2 separate regions of the Hordeum vulgare genome follow, and region 1 is linked to region 2. Evidence: chromatin contacts called from public Hi-C data. All regions are on one chromosome and are shown on one strand. Each heading gives the region's core, a stretch centred on a gene start, on an enhancer-like site or on the middle of the called end of the contact. The rest is flanking DNA. Distances are from core to core; before and after follow the strand shown. Region 1 holds the start of LOC123428147 (tRNA pseudouridine synthase A 1). Region 2 overlaps LOC123428140 (maspardin).

Region 1 (6,015 bases), core at 2,370-4,869, 120 kb before region 2:
CATAGGAATTTCATATTTAACGTATCATAAATTTCTATTCTATAATCAGATATTGGTATGTTTTCAGATTTTTCAGAGAAGAATTCGGATTTTTAAGATTTTTCATATTTAACGTATCATAAATTTCTATTCATTGAATCAAGTCTGCAGAATACACGCTGATTTCAGGAATTCGGATGTTACCCATGGTCATACACGGATGTACTCTCTCCGTCCAATAAAATAATAAAATAATATCGTTTTGGAAGCTGTTAGTAGTTTATGAGCAACTTCTTATGTGGATATAGTGTAAGCATATCAGCCTCCCGGTTGCCTATTTCATTCCTCAAGGGACCATTATGGCTGGGCTAATGGAGGTATATCAAAATTTCTATACTGAACCATCAGTACATAGAAAGCAAGGCAAGCAACATCAGAATTCTATACTTAGTTGGTTCTTCTATGTTTTGAGCGAACTATAATTTGCAACAATCATTTTTTCGTAAGTTTTTCAAAACTTCCGCATATCTTGAGAATGCTGAATTTGGTTCATCAAAATGCGTTGGAACTGATGGGGTGTCATTCTGAAAAAGAGGTCCTGGATGACCTATTTATGTGTGGGAATGGTGGATTATGAGTCATGATTATTAGATTAGGGCAGTGTGTTCTTCCCGTAGCAACGCACGGGCATGTTTCCTAGTAATATTCAAGAATGGATGTTGTTGAATCTTCACGCTATGCGAGGTGATAAACTATGCATCTTTCTATTTATGCTATATGAGATTTGGCAGACAAGAAATGATGTTGTTCATGGGGGGAAATTACAGAGTCCAAATGAAGTAGCGTGGAGAGCTCATCAGATTGCTGAGGAGTGGGCTGCTATAAATCCTTCACCATGTCAAAATATGCAGAAGCCTGTGGAGCGATAGTGCCCTCCTCCACGTGGGTGGTAACAAAGGTAATGCTGATGGTGGTTTAAATCCAGAAGCAGGTGATGGAGGTGGTGGCGCTATAATCAGGCGAGAAGATGGCGACTTTGTTGCTGCAAGCAGTAAAAAATTCCCAGGCATTCGTGACCCTGAGCTGGCAGAGCTACTAGTAGCACATGAAACCGTCGTACTTGCTGAGCAGGTCGGGATCTCCAGGTTGCTACTAGAGCTGGATTCCAGAGAAGTAGTGATGAAACTGAAAAATTCAGAGCTGGATCGCTCCATTCACGAAACGCTGATGCAGGAAATAAAAGATAGATGCAGGCGTTTTGTTGACTTCTGTGTTGTGTAGTGCCGTAGATCGGTGAATGGCTGTGCTCATGTATTAGCAAAGGCTGGCTGTAATAGTTTAAGTCCTGTGGTGTGGTTTGATGCTCCATCGGAGATGATTGTGCCTGTGTTATGTAAAGAACTTTGTGGGGTTGGTGATTAATGAATACAGCAGCATTTTTTCTCAAAAAAAAAAAGAAAAAAAAAGTTGCACATTCAGTTTAGGGAAGAGTCCTAGTCCAACTTTGCCTTTGAGTTTTATGTGCAAGGCCAACCTCTATATAATGAGGCAGCCATCGTTATTGTGAGTTAAGTCAAGAAGTCTAATCCCCAATCTTGAACTCTCTGTTTCTGCCTGTCCTAATTCTGGTGCCCTGTCCCCTGCACCTCTCCTGCTATCATGGCTCCACCAACAGGGGGCCGCAAGGGTCCTGTTCCCCGGGCTCCTACCTATCACTTTTATCGTCTACGCTCAATCCGTGTTCATGACACAAGTTGTTTTCTTTCTTTCCCTTATCCAATTAGTGCACTTATTTCCTAATAATTTTGTATTAGCACATCAGGATGCATGGTCTTCTTTCACTGAGATCAACACAGTACTTTTGATAATCCAATAAGATACTAAGATCCTGTACAAATTTAATGACAGAATTGGTCCGACTGAGGAGGCTGCTTTCAGGGTTATATTTACAGGCTATCTTCTACCGTTTTCTCTTTCTTAATCAACGATAGGTAAAAACGTCCTGCCACTAAGTACATTTTTTGCTTTTATTTTCTTATTATTCGTTTTTCTCCTTGTTGTGCACCTCTATTTTACGCTCTTTGTAGTGTCCCTCAGCAACGCACGGAATCTTGTCTAGTTCCCCTATGTAGTGATACATGTAAGTTAATGTCTCCAGATCCTAAAAAGAACTACCTCCTTCTCTGGGGCTATAGTTTACAAATTTCACCCCAATAAGTGTAACCATAAATGGCCAGGATCATATGCTACTTAAAATCATCATCAATTCTTTGGATACTCACGAAATGAATCATCATTACGCCAAATTCAAATATAACCATCCAATGGTTAAAGAACGTCCTAACGGTTTAAAGTAGTTATTGTCATAAATAACACAACAGGAAAACCTCAAAACCAACAAAATAACAAAAAAAGAGGCATTCATAACAAAATTGACAAGATAAGAAGAAATGTCAATAACTGCCCCGTTATTTCCGGTAAACTCTTCCCTCCAATATAAGTAAACGTCTCGCGCACAATCCATCACCATGTTCCAATCCTTCGCCCAGTGTCTTCAAAAGTCGTTTTGTGATACTTCATTTCAAAGGTGTTATGAAACGAAGTACCGCGAAACGAAGGCGGGCACTATCCATCACCATGTTCCAATCCTACGCCCACAGCGTGTTTGGCAGCGACGGGTAGATGGAATGGGAATTTAGAGATAGGAGTTTGCAGAGGGATTATCATGGGAAATTGATATTAAATCCCATTCCTTTGATTGGCATGTGTGAAGGAAATTAGACTAGAGAATTTAAGAGACTTAACTGCCTCTGTTTGGTTGGTAGGATTAGGCAGGGGAATAGGAAACTTTCAACGACGTCCATTCGCTTGCGCACGTAACCAATAAACTGAATCGTTCCCGTTTCAATCAAGGGTTTTTTAGTCTCACATAGCTTAACCTCCCATTCCCAATCTTTAAGTCCCTCCAACCAAACACGCTGCCAGTGTCTTGAAAAGTCGTTTCGATAGTCCCCGCCTTTCCTCCACTTTTATTCACCCCGGTAATAGAAAACCTCCCTTCTGCAAGACCTTTTGCTTTCTCTTCATCCTTCGATGCAACCGTCCTTAGGTAGCACCGACAGCCATTCATCACCACCCCCAAGAATCTAATAACGATCAAATACACAAAAACACCACAAATCTAAAGAATCGAGGTGCGGAGAAGAGGGGCGAGAACAACCTTTGAACTTGGTACCATCGTAAGCGATCACCATCCGCCACTTGCGCGAGATCCCCGCCGCCGCTGAATCTGCGTCGTCCGCCCCCGCGCGCAGCACGGCGTGGAGGCTGCCATCCACGAGCTGTCGCCGCCCGTCGAATATACAGACCAAGAAGCCACTCCATGTGAGATGCGTATGTAGATCGTAGGAAGGAGTGCGCAGAAAGACAGGAGGACAAAGCTTATACCGAGATGTTTCCGGCAGCAGCGCGAGGGGGGGTGGCGAACCGAACGGCGGCTAAACCCAGCATATCCAATTCTCAATCTGATGCAGCTCAAAAAAAATAAAAATCTCAATCTGATGCAGAGCAATAGAGCGAACAGCGGAGATGGTCTTCCCAAACAAACAAAACAAAGGATTGTTCAAAAAAAAAAGAAAAAAAGAGGACGCTCCCTCGACCGATGCCAGCTGGGATCGGTCACGTCCCGAGCCGTCCGATGGCTCACGTAGCAGTTCGTTCGATTAGATCGCTGCTACACATCTTCTACTCATCCTCCTCTCTCTTCGATTGGTGTCTCCACATTGTGCCACCACACTCGCAACGAGGTTTGGCACTTTGGCTATGCGAGCGGGATGGGAATGGTTACGGAGAACAAATTTTTATCGTCCATGGCAGGGCTTAACGCTTATGGTGGACAAAGAGGGTAGAGCAGTTTTCGATAGCATGGTGCTCATCAAAGTTGGAGCTGGTGACCAGGTACCGTTCTAGACCGAGATGGATGTGGGCATCTTCAACGGTAGTAAGATATTTATTGATAGATTTTGACACAAGATTTTTAAAGATGTGTCATGCAATAAATGAGGAAAAAGAGTAAGGTTGTATGTAAATTAACCAACACTCTTGCACAAGATTCAATGTAAAATGAGAGAGCACTTTATTTATTATCTCACATCCTATTAGGCAAACTAGATACAACATATTGAAGTAGTTGTATGTTAAAATATTGATTGATGACATGTCATATTTTACCAACAAGCTAACCAACAAACTGTTGGAGATGCCCTGATGTATCCGAGACTTCAAGGATGACAACATCGCTCCACTTATCGTCACCGCGGTTGACACGTGGACCAAGCGGAGAAGAACCGTGCAGCAAGCTCTCATAGACGTTACTTGGATGCACAACATCAAAGGTGAGCTCTCCTTTATGGCGCACATCCAATTGAATATTGATCCATTTGCAACATGTTATTGCGGCGTTGGCTAGGAATGAGTTCGAGGAGGATCTCTTTTGTTGGCCTTGCGATGCATCCGATGCTTACACAACGAAGACCACAACGAAGGCGAGTGGAAAGCGGATGAAAGATGGACTGCTCTCGTGCCCCCCCCCTCCCGAGCGACCCCGCGCCCTCGACGGCGACCGCCGCGCCCGTGCCATCCCAGTCACCGGCGTGCGCCTCGTAAACATCTGCACCCTCTCCCGTCGTCGCCCCTCGCTCGACGACCCCTCCTCCGACCCTTGCCTCCCTCGTGCGTGTTGAGTAAATAGGCAATTTTCTGATTAGATTATTCCACGAAATAATCACTAGCATGGCATTGACTAGATTCATGAGATACTCATAATTGATCATGGCATCGCGTACTAGACAGATAGTACATATATCTACGCAAATCATCAGTACGCCTAAGACAATAATAAGTAGGAGCAGAATAAACAAGTTATACCCTCCGATCGGCCAGTTGGTCGTAGCAGTAGCAGTAGCGGCGGCAGCATCCTCGGCCGCCTTCTTGTCAGCTTCGGCCTTCTCGCGGGCGAGACGGTCGACGCCGGTTGGTGAAGACATGGCGATCACGAAGGCGATGTGGATGTAGATGAAGCAGACGGACGGAGTCGAGCAGTCGCTTAGTCGCTCCCCAAAAACCTAATCGCCCCTTTCCCGTACAAGATCCGGAGAGGCGGGGTTTCGGAGGCCTACTCTCTCGTCGATCGTGTACGCGGTGAACGGGGCGGAGTCGCCGGCGGCAGCAGCAGCAAAAGGAACGTCTGAGTCGCTAATGGCCCACGGTCCGACGTCTCAGATCATGGCGCGTCCGTTACGTACTCTCTGTTCCTGACCGGCAAAAATAAACGCGTACGTATGAGCTCGGCTCAGCTCATTCCCGTAACCCATGGCGCGTCGTGGCGAGGCAAGCGACGAAGGAGGAGAGCGCGAGGGTTCTTCTCTTCTCATGCTCGAACAACATGTAACAAGAGAGACCCTTATAAAGGTGTCCAACTCCTTCTCCACTAGCAGGGTGGGACTAAACTTTCCACCGCCCCTTGCCATACCACCACCTATATGGGCCCTTAGAAATTTCCGAAATTGTCTCATGGGCCTTAAGCCCATCTCAGATTTCAACAGTGCGCCCCCCTTGGGCCGACTTGGCGGAGGCTGCTGACCTCGCAGCGGGCGTTCCCGTCGTGTAGCACGCCGGCTCGCCCCTTCATCCACCCCACAGCCTCTTGGCACGATCCAGCAGGGACGGCGGCATCTCGTTGTCTCGCGTTCCCGTCGGAGTGCTCCGCGAGGGTCCAAGGGTCCGCCTTGTGTGGGATGGGTGAGCGCAACCGCCGTTAGTGGGGCATCGTCGGCCGGTCGAATGTCGTCCCTGCTTAGTCCTCGTGGCGCCGCTCCAGGATGCACTGTGTCGCCCGTGCTCCTCCCAGTTCGTCGGCGGCCGGACCACCAGCTCCCCCCACTACTGAAATTCGGAAATTTGCCGTCTACCAAAGCGGACGGCAAAGGGTGCAACCACCGACGGCAAAGGCTTTGCCGTCGGTCAGCTGACGGCAAA
Region 2 (6,223 bases), core at 225-2,724:
AAATTGCTTGTTGATGTTATTGGCTCGTTGTTTGTTGATTTTTATGGCGTAAAATTACTTGCTGATGTTGTTGATGTCTCCTATTGCTAAGAAAGAAGATACAAATATAAATCATGTCATCTTTTAACTTTTGCATTATTGATGTGTATTGCTTGCTGATTTTAATTATCGTCGTGTTCATAGGTGAGAGTTTTTATATATTTATTATTATGAGAATAAAGAGCTCAATGAAGATTGTGCTCTCTATATCGTTATTAAGAAAAAACTTTTAAAATGTTGGAAGAAGAGTAGTACCCCTCCATTATTTGGCCAACTTGTGCAATCTAAGGTTGCTCTTTATATATGTTTGTCATTTAACAATCTTAAGTTTTTAACACTAAAAGATTTGTTGACTTTATGTTGTCATGTTAATATGTATTACAGTTCAAATTAGATTGTGGCAGTCTATGATCGATTGGTTGTGTTACCCCATTGCTGATAGTGCGGTTTTTAGAATGAGAAACACGAAGGTATGGAATCAATTAGGCAATCAGTGATGCGGTATTTTGATCTCATCTCATACATTTTGTTACGTTAGCTTTTTTACATGTTATTTTATCATTATTTATATATGCCTAACGTATCGCCGTATTGCTGTTTTTAAAAATTACCGTATCCGGTATCGATGCTTCGTAGGTTACCCCACAAAGAAGCACACCACAAGGAAGGTCCATCAAAACACAACATTATGGATATGCATCACACGTAGCAAAGTCCGAGGACCGGACTTGCCCTCGCGTCACCTCTCTGTCGTGACTCGGGGGATCTCCCCGGCGCCGTTACCACCCCAGCCCCCTCCTCCTCCTCACCTCACCACCGCCTGAGGAGCCCGCCGGCGAAGCCCGGGCTGGCTCCGGGTGGTGGTGGGGGGGGGGGGGGGGGGTGGATCTGGCGAGTAGGGCGTGCGGGCACGGCTTCGTTGCTGGTCAGCGCGAATCCGACGGCCCTAAAGAAGACGGCGTGGTGGCGGGCTACTGGCGGCCACTAGCAGCATGGACACGGTGGGGATGGTGTGCACGCATGGTGGAGGTCCGGTTGGGCGAGGCGGGCGCGCGCAGAGGTGGATGGTTCATGGCATGCGCGTGCAGCGTGCACGAAGGTGGCTAGGGCGCGGCTCCGACGACGGGTGACTCGGCTCTGGCGGGGGATGGCACAGATCCACTGGTCTCAGGAGGGAGGGGAGGGACGACACATCGGCATACTCGTGGTGGCTTCATGCGGCACGGCTGCACGACGGGTTGTGTTGGTGCTCCTGCGGGGCAGATCTAACGAATGTGTGGTGGTCGGACGCGGGGGCAGTGGCCCCAAACCCCTTCTTCGATGATGGCGGTCGTGGAGGTTGTGTGGGCAGCGCCACACCTGGAGCTTGGGTACATTGGAACTCTACGGCAGTGCGTCGGTCCTCAATCATGTCAGGGACGCTTGGTGATGGCCGCATCGAGGGGAAGAGTTCTTTTGGCTTCTGGAGGTGAAAGCCTTGCTCTAGCCTTGGCCAAAGCAGACGACGGCAACACTTGTGGGCGCCCCACACCTTCTTGAAGGCGTCTTCGTTCGAGGGCCTAAGACCTCTTCTCTCGTGCTCCGGGGAAACCCCTGTTGCAGGTTCCTAGAACAGACTATGGCGGCGGCGTTTTGGAATGGTCTTGGCCTGCAAGAGCAATCGACTCGTGTGATGCGCAACCTTGGGGCTGGCCTGGAAGTCAAAGCGATGATTTCGAAGCTCATCATCATGGAGGGGTGTTGGCATTGGTCTCGTGGGTGACAGTGTTGTTGACCAACCTGGGGCGTAGCCTCAAGGTCGACTTTGATGTCGAAGCGACGACTCCAGATATGGTTGTGTGGTGTCGAGTTCAATTACTTGGATGATGAAGCTCGCGGCTTGCCTAGTGCACGGCCTCAGAGACGACATGCGTGGTTACTGTTTGTATGTCAAAGCGGCTACTTCAAAGATAGATGTAGGATGTCGGCTATGAGTTTGCTCAGATGACAGAGACGACGATGCGCGGCCTCAGGGTCAACGTGTGTTGTTGGTGCCCCGCGAAGGATGTGTTGGTCTCCTCACAGTTTCCGTTAATTAACCGAGCAACTCTCCTCGATCTTAATTGATTCAAATTAATGAATCAGGGTCTAAGGGACTGTGTTTAAAAAGAACACAACATTATAGAAAAAGGAAAACACACTCCATCTTCCCCACACGCCATAGCAAATAACAATTTTTCTATGAAAAAAATCCCAACACCAGTGACGCAGCAAAGCGCGTCTAACTATTCCTGTAGAGATTAAAACAGGGAAGACACTACAAAATTATCTGAGATTATGCAATTTATTCTGTTCAAAGAAAAACAAGCAACCACAATCATGTCTCAGGCATCTACAATTCATCAATATACAAGCCTACAAACACAAAATAAAGAAGAAATTCCTATTACACAAAATACATGAATGAATTCCATCAGTTGCTGTGTAACTTCCTGGCAGCAGTGACGAGATAGAACCAGTTCCAATGCAGTTGCGCCACTCACGGGTCTGCTGATATTCTAAAAGATGAGTTCTATATTCCGGCAAATGGCATAATTCGCTACTTCATACAATAAACAACCGGCTTGAAGAAATATACAAAACAGATGTATAGTAATGGTGCATCATGAGCAGACGCATACGGAAACATGCAGAGCTGAACTGACCATACCTAGCACTATGCTTGTTGGTACCAGTCCATCTGAATTAGGTGGCCCTGATTCAGAGCGCTCCGTCTTACGGCCATCTCTTCCTGAACTACGGTGCCCATCATCTCTAGTATGGTCATCAAAACTGTTTCCATCTTCGTGGTCGTTTGAGCTCCCGGAGCTACCACCCCGTGTGAAACCCTGGACTAGATCCGGTCTTGGTTCTACTCCAACTCGCCTTAAGTGTAGCTGCCAGTGTTTTGCAATCTGTTCTTCAAAGTTCCACATTAACAAACAAATGGAAAAGGAAGGTAATCAACAATACCTGAAGGTACAGATTGACCTCATCTGGACGTGACAGGAAGGGAAAATCCCCACCAGTCCTCAGTACTGCACGCTTTGCACTTGGGTACCTTTCATTCACTTGGTCCTTCAACTGCTGAGGAACAGCAGAGTAGTCGCTCGTCTGTGCATAGAAGTTAACTGAACATAGTTACCGTACAAGGGATGCTGGAGTGTCAAAACTAATAGATAGGAGAAAGAATCAATCTTGGATGTCCTTATGAATTGAGGGTTTCAAATGCAGAGATTATTATATGCTACACAAGATTAACATGCTTGTCTAAGCATAAGAGTCACAGAGGTTAGGAACTGATTTATTAATCTTAAATTAACCAAAGACCACAGCAAAAACTCTCGCAGGCAATCGTTGGAATTATGTAAAAATAATAAAGAAAAACTTAAATGCACTAATCTGTCATGTTATATAACTGAGTTGGGTACTTACATCCATTATGGTGACGAATGAATCAGGTAGTGATAATGACCCAACTGATGCAACATTAACATTTAATATCAACCTTGACGAAAGGTCTTCCCTTGATAATGTCTCTACCTGGCATGCAGAAGTTCAATCTTACCAAATCATAAACTAGGAAAAACAGAAGAGCATCAAGATCCATTACTTATAGATTACTTATTATTTATAACATGCCTAAGTATTTGAACGTGATACAACCTGACCGACTACAAAATCCACAGAATCTGCAATGAATGGTTCATGTGGACCATCTCGGATTCCTGTTAAGAGATATCTCTTCAGCAAAAAAGAAGGGGTCCAGCTGACACTGCAATATCAGAAAGTAGTTGAGACAGAATAAATGATTAGTATCTGTAGTTATGATTTACAGGAAAAATACAAACATAAAATATTAGCTAATGTTGCATCGAAGAAATCTTTTGACATTTTCTTTTCTTTTCAAACCATGCAGAAGAGCTGCATGTAATTTCATTATGATACAATGCTAAGATAGGCACGGCCCATGCATCGCCACAGAGGCATGGCCCAACTACAGAACCAAACGACCAAAGGATCGCCAACCTAAGAATCGGCGATCCTCTACTAGAAGACCGACAAGCCCAGCCTAAACTAGAACAAGAGTGCCTGGCAGGGCAGTAGATAGCAAAGACAACGTCCACTGTGAGAGCCTGAACAACAGCCAGCAACAACACGACCCATACAGGATTACAAAGACGATGACAAACACGACTGCACAAGCATCACAGGGACAAGTCCGCCAACATCTATTTCTGCAAATCAATCCTTCTTTCTTTGCGTGTGCCATAGGAACCGAGGTCAATTCTCTCCTACTTGAGCTCCATATGCATTTGGATGAGACTTGGCTACTACCTCAAAGTGAAACCTTATGCATGATTAGGTACAACAATGACCACCACGAAGAAGCGAGGAAGGAACCTCAAGTCCATGAAAGGGAGTTGGATGGAGGCATGGAAGACGGTGCCCAGAGTTTGAAGACTCTCTGGACACCCCGTGCCCACGGGGCTCTGACCACCCGCGCGCACAGTGTACCCCCGACCTATCCCCTACCTCCAGCCACTATATATTTTGTACCTCTTGCACTTTCTGGGGTTAGCAAAGCATTAGACAAGATCTTGAGAGAGCTTTGCTCATCTTATCTCCTCCTAAAGGATCAAGACCTCCTACTAGGAGAAGAATCCTCCTAAAACATAGTTGGGGCGTGCTCGACCAGAGATTGCCATGCCTCCCGCACGGACTCGATAGACCCCGAGCGCGTCGGGGTCGTGGCATGTCCGACCAGAGCGTCGCGCCTCCTGCACAGCCTCGTTGGTCACCAGAGTCACGGTCGAGGCCTTGCCGCCCCATGACTGTCTCTTCATCGCCTCCCAGTTGATAGGCCTCGAAAACAACGTTGTCGGGGAGTGGCTTGTCAGAGTTGATGTTAAGGCGAACAAAGAGTGCCGCGTCACCCACACGGGCTTGGAGAACCCCGAGAACCTGGTTTTCGGGGTGTGGCCGACGTAAGTTGACGTGCGCTCCTGCACGGGCTCACTGGTCGCGGAGGTGGCCCACCAGATGTGTTGTTGTCGTGCCTCCTGACACGGGTTTGTCGTCTCGAGGTTGTGGGGGACGCCATTGCCGTGCCAACTTGCACGGGCTTGTCGGTTCTCAAGGATGTCGGGGCCGCAATTGTCATGCCAACTTGCACGGGCTTGACTGGCGTCGCAGGGGACGTGGTTGCCGGGGTGTGGCTCCCCCACACTCCGCTCTTCATTGCCTCCCAATCGTAGGCCCCCGAGAACGTTGTTGTCGGGGAGAGTGCTACCGATGTTGGGAGGGGATTAGTGGAAGAACTCTGTGCCTCCCGCACGGACTTGACGGTAGCCGGCACCATGGTCGCGTGAGGTGTTGCGCCCTCCTGCACAGCTTCGATGCTTGTCGGGACCATGGTCACCGGAGGCGCTGGGCCCTCCTGCATGGTCTTGACGCAAGCCATCATCATTGCTAACCCACCGTCCTCTTCAGCCTGCGGCATCCTCGTCAGCTATCCTTTTGCGGCAAACACGGGCCCAGTGGCCCTTGATGCTGCAATATCGGCACCTGTCTCGGTCGTCCTTGTTGGCACTTCGTCCGGCCCCGCCCTGGGTGTGATCGCCGCCTTTGCCGGTGTCGCCTTCTCTGCTCGGGGCATTGCCACCATGTCCTTGACGCTTCCTCACCTCCCACTCCTTCGAGAGTAGGAGTTGTCCGCCACCAAATCTCTCGCGTTTGTCCTCAAGGCGGTCCCCGACAACCCGCACCCGGACTGTGAGCTCCTCGATGGAAAGCTCGATCAGGTCAAGCAAGGTCTCGATGGAGACTGCTACCCGAGCGAAGCGAGGTGGCAGAACGAGGAGAAATTTCCACATGACTCTTGCATCGTCCATGGTGTCGTCAAGCGCGTGGAGCTGCGACGCAAGGCTGGAGATCCGCAAAGAGAAGTCATCAACGAGCTCACCCTCCTTGAAGGCGATGTTCTCGAAGTCCGCCTGCAGCTTTTGCGCGTTCCCCTCACGCACGCGGTTGCTGCCGAGACGCTGGGTCCGGATGGCTTCCACGCCTGCTTGGCGCTTGCCTTCGTAGCGAGCATGGTGTGCATCTTCGATGGCATGGCGCGCATGAGTGTCGTCATGGCTTTCCTGCCCTCCTTTCTCTCGAC

What was found. A called contact is a pair of places that touch in the nucleus more often than the background predicts.
Region 1: a Hi-C map of leaf shows a contact between it and region 2, with 6 times the contacts expected there. The contact joins the promoter of LOC123428147 here to the enhancer-like site in region 2. A contact is called at or near these places in 2 of 6 Hi-C or Micro-C datasets (both in leaf).

What each region holds. Positions count from the first base shown.
Region 1 is chr1H:176,946,464-176,952,478 of MorexV3_pseudomolecules_assembly, reverse strand. It overlaps LOC123428147 (tRNA pseudouridine synthase A 1), which reads right to left and starts at 3,619. Exons shown (of 6, transcript XM_045112324.1): 1 at 3,427-3,619; 2 at 3,200-3,320. The coding sequence starts at 3,489.
Region 2 is chr1H:176,825,797-176,832,019 of MorexV3_pseudomolecules_assembly, reverse strand. LOC123428140 (maspardin) reads right to left here. Exons shown (of 8, transcript XM_045112305.1): 5 at 3,724-3,832; 6 at 3,493-3,600; 7 at 3,031-3,171; 8 at 2,344-2,954. The coding sequence ends at 2,682. Among protein-coding and RNA genes, the nearest start is that of LOC123428140, 45 kb to the right of the region's middle. Within about 2 kb of position 1,474, at least 3 of the 3 cell types and tissues checked have open chromatin away from gene starts, as enhancers often do. A contact at or near this core is called in leaf, where this site is marked.